Linked DNA regions of Sus scrofa: all the other regions are linked to region 2. A link is a contact called in public HiChIP or PLAC-seq data. All regions are on one chromosome and are shown on one strand. Each heading gives the region's core, a stretch centred on a gene start, on an enhancer-like site or on the middle of the called end of the contact. The rest is flanking DNA. Distances are from core to core; before and after follow the strand shown.

Region 1 (3,194 bases), core at 315-2,814, 72 kb after region 2:
AAACATGATCTGCACAAAGGCAACACAAAGCAAACGAATGAAGAGGGAGACACATTCATTTCTATGCTTAACTGGAGTCATTTGAAGATATACAGCAATAGTTTAGGACTTCAAGTCAAGAGGCCCAGAGCCAATTAAACTTGTAAACGTAATTTAACCAGAGCTGGAACAAAGCCAAGAACAATACCCTAACTCCTTGGGAAATTGTGGTAGGAATTTTATAATTTTAGTGGTCAGCACTTGGGCACCAGGGTAGGGTCTGTCTTGGACTGAGGAATTTAAATGCCTTCAACTCCTACTCACCTTTCCTCCTTTATCACTGAAGTAGGGCCAGGCTGAGCTCCTGAGAAAATAGGCCTGTAGATTCACTGAAGGACTAAGAAAAGTTAAAGTTTAAATGGCAAGGGTGCCTCTTCAACTAAACATAATAAAAACATATTTATGAATACATGTTAGTACTTTTTTAGACCTCCTCAGGACTATTTAGAAGCACGGTAATTTATGACTACTGAACAAGTAACTTACGTAGTTACAGAAATTAAATGAACCAGGCAAGTAATCTCCCAGCTCCACTAAAACGTAAGTCATTTAAAAGGAAAACCTGAATCTTTTCAACGCCAACCCATAACCAAACCTCTCAACAAGCCACAGAGCAGGGGGAAATCCCGGAGAGAACGTGATAGCGCTAGTGCCGGTTTGTTTACAGAGACTCCAGCAACAATCATATGAGTCAGAAATTCAAGCCACTAGATGCTTTCCAACTAACAGGGACCAAATGGGACCGTTCTACGGTGCCCTGAAAGATTTAGGGGTGAAGGGAATTACATTACAAGGGTACAGGAACAGACGGCAACAACTGACTCCAGGGTTCTTGGACCTCGGCCTTCCGTACAAGGTGCTGGGCCCGAGAACTCGGGATGGGGGAGGGGGCACACAGCGCGGTGGCCCTGAGATGACGGGGAAGCGCAGGGCAAGCCGCGTCCCCCAATCTAAAGGGGAAAAGCGCACACAAATGGGTCACCCGACAAGGCAAGACGTCCCCGTGGATTGCGGGGCATGCTCCTGGGGGCAGCCGTGGGGCTGACCTGCGAAAAGGACAGCCACTCCTCCCGGCGGTGACTCGGGTCAGAAGGAGCAGACCTGAGCCCTGGGAGCTCGAGAAAGCAGTCAAACCTATCTTAAAGGGGAACGGGGCAAGGGGGAGGGGGCCAGGCCAAGCCGGAACGAGACACGGACCGGGTAGGTCAAAGGGGGGGGGTGTCCGGCTGGGGCAGTTACAAGCACGGGAGCCGGCGAGACTCTGCAGCCCGCTTCCCGTCTTGGGTCATCCTTCTGCCAGCGGCTGCTCCGACTGTTCCAGGCCCAGCCGCCCCGTCCACTGCCGCCACCAACGCCGCCGCCATCTTACACTGGCCAGCGGCCGCCACCACCACCGCCTCCGCTCTCTGCGCTTGCGCCTGCGCTGCCACGCTTTCCGGCCCCGTTTGCGACGATGTGCTGGAGAAGACTGAGGGAAAAGTGGTCGCGCGAGCTCTCGGCTCCCAACCCTCCACCGAGGACGCATAGGGGGCGGGCCTAAGCCCAACGGAAAACGGAGCGGGCGGCGCGTGCGCATTACTGAGAAGGCGAAGTTGTTTTTGTACTGTTTGGAAGACTTCACGATCCTCGTGATACTTAAATAGAGTTAAAGGCCTTTCAGAGTTGTGGTTTAAATCAACTTCATTTCTGACGGGTTTGCAGGCAAACTCCTGGGCGACCTTCATGTTTGCCCTGTTTCTGAACAAGCAGTTTTCTCCAGATTTCTTCTGAAAACTCCATTTCCTTTGAGGATCTTAAGTGCTTGCTTTACCCTCGAGACCCATTTACCGCCCCCCCCCGCCCCGCCCCGAGCTTCCATTTACCCATTTTTAAAGAAGGGATTTAGAAGCTTGAGGTGCAGCTAAGCTATTCAAGAAGCTCTTTGAAGGGGGGTAGTGTGTCGAAGGTTCCAAAGACTGGGACAGATGATGTACCCTCTGCTTGTCTGACATCTGAAGGAAGCATGCAGGAGGCCCCTGAAAAAGTTACTCCCAGTTGCCGGGCCAGGGGCGTTTTGCCCAGAAGGCTAGGGTGTGAGGCCCCTGGTAACCTCCTCTACCGCTAACCATCCTATTATGTCATTATATATTACTTAGACTATTGCAAGAGATGCCTAGCTGGTTTGTCCACTTCCATCATTGCCCTACTAGTTAAATAAAGGACCCAGAGTGACCTTTTAAAACGTAAGCCAGGTCATAGTATTATGCTCAAAACCTCCGAAAGCTTCTCATTGTACATTAAAAATCTAAATGATCAAGAGGTTTTCCGAGGAAGGCCCTACACGACATGGCACTTATTTCTCCGATTTCATTTCCTCCCATACTACCTAGCTCTGCTCTAGCCTTACTGGTCTTCTTCTTGTCACTACAACCAAAGCATGGACAGCCTGAGGGCTTTTGTACTTGTTCCCTCTTCTTGGAATGTTCATCTACGGTATTTTTTACTAGACTCATTCTGTCCATTTAATTACATCTCTACCCAAAGGCTACTTCCTCAATCAGCTTTTAACTATTCCAACTAAAATGGTATCCTGCACTACCATCCTTCTCTGTCCTCTAACTCTGTACTTTTTCATAATTTTTTTACCATAACATTTAATCTATTATTACATTTTTATGGGAGATTTTTTTTTTTTTGGACCATATCTGTGGCATATGGAGGTGCCCAAGCTGGGGTCGATTCAGAGCTTTAGCTGCCAACCATAGCCATAGCCACAGCAATGAGGGATCCAAGCTGTGTCTGCGACCTACACTACAGCTCACTGCAAGGCCAGATCTCTGACCCACTGAGCAAGGCCAGGGATCAAAGCCGAACCCTTATGGATACTAGTCAGATTTGTTTCCGTAGCACCACAGCAGGAACTCTGATAAGTATGTATTTGTAATCTAACTGTACTATTAGAATATAAGCTCTATAAGGGCAGGGACTATGTCTGTTTCATCTTTGTAACCCCAACACCCAAGAGGGCCAGAATACAAAGTAACTAATGCCCTACCATTCTTTCATTTATGCCACCAACAGTTACTGAATTCCTGCTACATGTAAGGCCTTCTTCTATGTACTGAGGCTGCAGCAGTGAATAAAATAAGCCAAGATTCCTGCTTTCATGGAACTTA
Region 2 (3,155 bases), core at 166-2,665:
CTCAGCTTACCCGTGCATGGTAAGGGCCCTGGAGGGCCATGACGAGGGTCCTCCCTTCACGGTACCCAGAGCTGAACTCATCCACTCTGCCCTCACCCCCAAGCAGGATCTAGGACGTGAGAGCCTTTCCCCACCAGCTCTGCTTTGGCCATCAGTGCACAGAATTAATCAGCATCCCCAGCTCAGGGCACCGGGCCCACCTCTTCATATCTTCCCAGTGTTGGATCTTTTCCCCTGCTGTTTATACCTCGTCCCTTTCATCTTGTCAAAGACATAGGAATGCATAGGCGCTATTCCCTCTTCCTGGAATCATTCAGCCTGGGGAATCCTTCCTTCCCACCGTGCCGTAGAAAACCAGTCCCATAGGATCCGAGTAGAGAGTATGAGCAGGAGGCAGCCGCCGAATGACTTTCCTCCTTTGCATCGCAGGCCTGTGGGCAGAGAAGCCCCAGATCAGAATCTCCAAGGCTGGATGCCGGCCAGCACTTCACGCCCCACGCCCCGTCCTTCCCCTGTGTTCTCCAGTGAGGAGCGTTGAGTGAAGCAAAGGAAACGGGCTGGAGCTGAGCCAGGGCGCCGGTCCTGGACGCGGCTCCATCTTTTATTCAGAGAATGACCTCATCCTTGGTCTTGGTTCTTTAAAGGGAAGTGCAGGGGGTCTCTTTCCTGCAGCCTGGATTGCATTTGCACTGCCCCCCATCCTCCACAGCATCAAAGAAACAGACTTGACCTAGAAGAGAGTCCCAGGTTTGAGGATTTAGAGTCAAGACTGCATTTGTCCCCCTTCGATGAATTTATTACGGATTTAACCTCTGGCCCAGAATACCTCCTCCTCTCGGGGCCCCATTTCCCTCTCTCTGGGGACCCCTGCCCTCCCGCAATTCTCTCTGATCACCCCAAACCTCCCCTCCCCCAGCCCCAGCTTCATTTACCTCCGACTCATCTGGTCTTATTTTTAGCTCCAGCTTTTTTCCTTTCTTAATATGGCGATGAGCTCTTAGGCCAGTGTGGGGACAGGGGCTGAGGAGCCCTGGGCATTGGGGGAGGGGGAGGGGAAGGAAGCTCTGAGAGCCCGGGTGAGAGGTGCTGGAGGTAGGAGGATCCCGGCCCTCACGGAGCCGGCCTGGCCGCAGAAGGTTATCTGTCTCTCCTGCCAATCCTGGAGACATATTTAGACGGGACCAGGTGGGGGCCGAGGGGTGCCAACCTCGGGGGCAGCTCCGGTTCCCTCCCCGCCCCTGCTCCTATTCCTCCTCCTGACCCTTTTTCTCTTGGCTCTGTCGGCAATTTCTCCAGGACCCAGCAGCGTCCTCTGTCCACTGCTCTGGGCCGTTCCCCACACCCCCCCCAACTCAGGATTCGGGACCCAGGGGCTCCTCCCTCCCCCAGCTAACCTCTTCTGGACCAGGAGAGCCGACCCAGACCCCTCTACCTCCATGAGCGCTGCAGACAGGATGGGGGCCAGAGCTGTGCCCGGCCTGCGGCTGGCACTGCTGTTACTGCTGGTGCTAGGGACACCCAAGTCAGGGGTGCACGGGGAGGAAGGGCTGGACTTCCCCCAGTATGATGGTGTGGACCGTGTGGTCAACGTCAACGCAAAGAACTACAAGAATGTGTTCAAGAAGTATGAGGTGCTGGCACTGCTCTACCATGAACCCCCCGAGGACGACAAGGCCTCACAAAAACAGTTTGAGTTGGAGGAGCTGATCCTGGAGGTGAGTGGCGGGGTGTGCAGGCCTGCGGAGCCCGCCAGCCCCTCTCTGCAACCCCTAGCCTGCAACTCCATGTAGGTCTTGGAAGGTGGGATCTGGGGGTGAGGGCCGGGGCTGCAGGACCCTGTCTTGAACAACAGGACACAAGGGGCATGTGACCTTAGCCGAAAGAGAAACAGAGATTCAGGAACTCAAAAGTACTGCCCGAATCGGGCAGTTTTGAGGGGGAGGAGGAAGTGCAGGGGGACCTCTCCTCATTGCATAGGAGGCTGGCAGTACTGGGTTTGCCTAGGACTGGGGTGACCTTGGAAGTGGGGGGAAGGAGGGAAAGAGAGTTTCCTCAGGCAAATGAGAAGAACTGCAGTGCACCCCCCAAATCTACTTTCTAGCCAGGATGTGCCCCCTCTCTATATACTTTCAGGGCCACACACCAAAGAGATCCGAACTGAGTATAAATTTCAATGTTACAGCCGTTTAACTTGCATGTCACTTGTTTAATGGCCAAAGGCTTAGTAGATACCACGGTGTCTCCCATTGGCCTCTTAGTCTCCCCCTCCCTCCCCCTCCCTCACCAGCCCCATCTGCCCCTATTGGATCGGGCTGGGCATCTCCACTGGAAAATTCTTGCTTGGAGGAGGGTCCACAATGCCTTCCCCAACCTGTCTTTGTGGGAACTTTCTCCTCACCCCCAAACTGACCTGGGGCACTGAGTTATGAGAGCCTATTGTTACAAGGGGAAAGAGCCCACATTTAGAAATGACTGGGAGGGAGTTCCAGTGGTTAAGGAATTCGACTAGGAACCATGAGGTGGCAGATTCGATCCCTGGCCTCGTTCAGTGGGTTAAGTATCCAGCATTGCCGTGAGCTGTGGTGTAGGTCACAGACTCAGCTCGGATCTGGCATTGCTGTAGCTTTGGAGTAGGCCAGTGGCAACAGCTCTGATTAGACCCCTAGCCTGGGAACCTCTATATGCCATGGGTGCAGCCCTAGAAAAAGAAAAAAAAAAAAAAAAAAAAAAGATAACTGAGAGTTGTGGTCACACACACAACCCCTACCCCCTGCCCCCAGGAGTGGGATGTGTGGCGTCTCCTTGGCCAAGCTGCCGCAGCCCCTTCCCTAGCTTGGCACTGCAGAGGGGCCCCAGCTTGCCCAGAGCTTGGACTATTTCAGGGCAAGACACCAGTATTACAGGCTCCTGTTTCTGTGTGCCCCTGCTGGGCACTGGAACCCACCGTCTGATTAATGAGCTGAGTATTTTTATCCTGAGTGCTCAGCATCCCTCTCCAGCCACCTGCCAACCACCTCCCTGGCCCATCCTCCTAAGAACCTGAGCGCCCGAGCATCCGTGTTAGGTGGGGTAAAGCTGCAAATGGTGCCCAAGGCAGAGCGCATTGGGGTTGCGAGCCCGGTTGGGAGGCCTAGGGTGTAACTGCCCTAGGAGGG
Region 3 (3,607 bases), core at 321-2,820, 84 kb before region 2:
CCTGAGGCACATGGAGGTTCCCAGGCTAGGAGTCCAAGCAAAGCTATAGCCGCTGGCCTACGCCAGAGCCACAGCAACGTGGGATCTGAGCCGCATCTGCAAACTACACCACAGCTCACAGCAACACCGGATCCTTAACCCACTGAGCGAGGCCAGGGATAGAACCCGCAACCTCATGGTTCCTAGTTGGATTTATTAACCACTGAGCCACGACGGGAATGCCACTCCCATGTTTCAGTGCAGAGAGGGCTCTTGTCTGTCTACCCTTCATCCTGCCTGAAGGAAGCAGTTGCCCTTCTTGTTGTTCTTGGCTCTGGTACATGTTAGGATACTGACCTCTATATGCCTCTTAGAAGCTCCGTAAGTGCCAGTCTTTGGGCTTCTCCCCCACCGACCCATCGACAGCCTAGAGTTCCTCAACAGTGTCTAAGAGGGTAATGTGTGTGTTCCCCCCGCCCCAATTACAAGGGTAAACTTGGGCAGTCCCTTCTGTGCCCCACCTGCCCTTCTGCCAGCCATCTCCCAGGTCTTGGGAGCCTTGACTCTGAAACTTTGCAAAGGCTACATCTGGAGGGCTTGGGAAGACTCTCTCCCCTCCATCTAGCAGACTTCATGCTGCTTCTTTTTTTTTTTTTTCTTTTTAGGACCACACCCACAACATATGGAAGTTCCCAGGCCAGGAGTTGAATCAGAGCTGCAGCTGCTGGTCTACACCACAGCCACAGCAACACGGATCTGAGCGGCATCTGTGACCTACACCACAATTCACAGCAATGCCGGATCCTTAACCCACTGAGTGAGGCCAGGGATCCAACCCGCATCCTCACAGAGACCATGTTGGGTCCTTAATCCACTGAGCCACAACGGGAACTCCCATGCTGCTTCTGGAGCTGCCTTTGGCTCTCATCAGGCTGCCAACCTCGAGAAGCCTCATACACAAGGGCCGCCCTGGGTTCTAGCACCACCTCTTCCTGGCTTCAGGGTTCCCACAGTCTTTACAGTGGAGAGAACGGTCTCTTGCTTCTTTCTCCGGGAAGTTAGATGTAGATGCAGGAGACCAGGTTCTAGTTCTGTTTTATCAGCTCAAATCTTGTTCATGTGCAGTCTCTCCGGGCCTCAGCTTCCCCATCGGGAAAGCAAGAGGCAGGGTCAGATCACATGGCCTCTGTTCTCTGGGATGCTGATGCTGTTGCCCAGGGCTCCCCCTCTGCCCTCCCTAAGGGGCATATCCCCCACCCCATACCGTATCTCCCCTCTCTCAGTAGTGGCTGCCATGGGCCAGGACTTGGAGGGTGAGGGGAGCGGAGGGGGAGCACTCGGTGGGACAAACGGACCTTCCTCAGGCCAGTTGCTTAAGGGGCGGGAGGGGAGGAGTCCTCAGAGATCCTGTTTCAACAAACGTTTCTTTCCCGAGGAGGGAAGGCGGGGGAGAGGGGGAGAGGGACCTATTTAAAGCTACCCTGTTGCTCACTGTCTCTGTCTGTCTGCCGGGGTCTCTGGCGCCCCAGACCGGTGGTGTGAGCTCGGGATCCTCCTGGTGACCTCTCCAGTCAAGGTCCCGCAGCCACTCTGCCCCAAGATGGGCCGTGGGGTGAGTATCCCTAAAGAGCAGGGCTGGCTCTGGAGGGAGCTGTGCGGCTCTCTGGATGATGAGGGAGGCTGGAAGGAAGGACAAAGTGGGGATGGGACCCAGAGGGAGGAGCGGTGGGCTGCTTTGAACTTGGAAGTATTGAGTCTCCCAGCCAGGACTATGTGCACAGACGGACAGTGGCACTTGCTTGCTCGCTCCCTGAGTGCTGAGTTCTTTACCACCGACCCCAGGACCAGCTCCGAAGCTCACCACCCCCCACCAGCATCCCCTCCAGCCCTCCCTCCACCCCTGCCTCATCTCCTCCCCACCAAACCCCCATGGTCCCTCCTCTCTCACCGTATCTCCTGGCCTCCCAGCGGAAGGTTATTTGGTACTGAGAATGCCCCCTGCCTTCGCCACCCTCTGAAAGTATCCATTCCTCCAGGAGTCCCAGCCTGAGAGGATGGGGGTCCAATTTGTGGTTGCAGAGAGGGCCAAGGGGCATCTGCTTCTGAGTCACCAAGCATTTCCAAACACCAGCTCTGGGAGAGAGGGGGGACCCTGGGTTCCAGGGACAGCTGGGAGCAGTGAGCAAAGGCAGAGAGCGATGTGCCCCCAGCCCCTGGTCCAACACCCCCACCCACCCACCCGGCGCTGTCCCCGGCAGCATTGTGCTCGGGCTTCAGGCCATGCGCTTTGAGGACTTTCCCAGAGGCTGGTGAGAGCTGCAGGCACCCCCCTCGGTCCACCCCAGCCTGTGGCATTCTGCAGCTCGGGATATGCCAAGGGGAAGATTAACAGCCACCGGGGATGGAGAGGGTGGGGGTGGCCAGGGCTGAGGCTTGGAATTCTTGGAAATGAAATTTCCATATGGAGAAAAGGGACCCAATCTCTTTACATCCCAAGCCTGGTGGCTTTCCTTTTGTGGAATGCTGGCAGAAGGGAGCCCCGGGAGGGTGCTGAGGAAAGAGGGTGCCCGTGGGGAGCTGTGGCGGAGTTTCTGGGCCCAGGAGGGGGTCATGCAAGGACATGGTGTCGCACTGAGTTTAGCAGCTGGGAAAACTCTGAGCCTGGACACCAGGGTTCCTGAGCTAGGGTGGGAGCTATAAATAGAACCGGTGTGTGTGTGTGTGTGTGTGTGTGTGTGTGTGTGTGTGTGACGTGTTCTCCATAGGCTGGAACTGATACAGATATCCACGGATGAGCACCTGTGTTTGTGTCTCAGCAGAAAAATTTGCAAACACGCAGGTCCTGGAGCAGGAGTGAGCAGAGACATCGCTGTGGGGGGGGGCTCATGAGGGTCTATGAAGAGTTGTCTCTGAGGTGTGGGCCTCACAGAGGAAGAGCTCACGACAGTGGGAAGATGTACTGTCTTGGGATCTTCGGCGGCACCTTGACATCTCTTGTTCCCCCCGGGGGAAAGGAAGCCCCCAACTGAAGCATGGACCTCTGACCCCTCTTCTCCCCCACCTTAGAACAGGGTGCACTCAGCTCAAGGGGTCCTGGAGAAGCAGTTTGACCTTGACTTCTTCAGGGGTCTATGCTTCTCCCCCAGCCTCCCTGAATCCCATTCCCACCTGTCCACCCCCAGTAGCAAGTCAGGGAGCAGGACTGCCTCTGTTCAGACTGAGAGGCTGCGGGGTATGGGTGCCCTTAGGGTTGGCGCTTGGAGTTCAACCCCCCAGGAGACTCCCAAAGAGGGAAGGCACCCCCATCCACATCCTCTTTCCCCTGCTCCTTCCCTCAGAGCAAGGCCCCACTGTCACCCCATCACCCTATGGCCGTGAAGGGCAGCGTGGGAGTTGGGGGAAGGGACAGCCCTGGTGGGAAGGAGCCCAGCCCGCTCCAGCTGCCACGGAGAGGCTGCGGTGGGGGGAACGTTGGCTGATTTCCAGCTGCCCCCACTCTGTCCCGGCCCTGCGCTTTCTCAGAAAGAACTCTCTGTTCTCCTTCAGCATTCAAGGCCCAGAGAGGGGGACTTGTGTTGGGGGAGAGGGAGGAGTAAGGGGGGCTGGTGGGGGGGGGGTCCTTGCTTCC

The links. HiChIP or PLAC-seq counts read pairs in DNA pulled down with a chosen protein or histone mark.
Region 1: an H3K27ac HiChIP or PLAC-seq map of skeletal muscle shows a contact between it and region 2. The contact joins the promoter of DCAF8 here to the promoter of CASQ1 in region 2. A contact is called at or near these places in 1 of 5 promoter capture datasets (liver), 6 of 47 Hi-C or Micro-C datasets (heart right ventricle, liver and skeletal muscle) and 2 of 2 datasets of contacts at active chromatin or transcription factors (alveolar macrophages and skeletal muscle).
Region 3: an H3K27ac HiChIP or PLAC-seq map of skeletal muscle shows a contact between it and region 2. The contact joins the promoter of ATP1A2 here to the promoter of CASQ1 in region 2. A contact is called at or near these places in 2 of 47 Hi-C or Micro-C datasets (both in skeletal muscle) and 1 of 2 datasets of contacts at active chromatin or transcription factors (skeletal muscle).

The regions. Positions count from the first base shown.
Region 1 is chr4:90,213,288-90,216,481 of Sscrofa11.1, reverse strand. DCAF8 (DDB1 and CUL4 associated factor 8) reads right to left here and starts at 1,564. Exons shown (of 13, transcript NM_001244434.1): 1 at 1,409-1,564. It overlaps PEX19 (peroxisomal biogenesis factor 19), which reads right to left. Exons shown (of 8, transcript XM_021089574.1): 8 at 3,174-3,194.
Region 2 is chr4:90,285,525-90,288,679 of Sscrofa11.1, reverse strand. CASQ1 (calsequestrin 1) reads left to right here and starts at 1,415. Exons shown (of 11, transcript NM_001243269.1): 1 at 1,415-1,715. The coding sequence starts at 1,437.
Region 3 is chr4:90,368,868-90,372,474 of Sscrofa11.1, reverse strand. ATP1A2 (ATPase Na+/K+ transporting subunit alpha 2) reads left to right here and starts at 1,570. Exons shown (of 23, transcript NM_001171541.1): 1 at 1,570-1,591. The coding sequence starts at 1,580.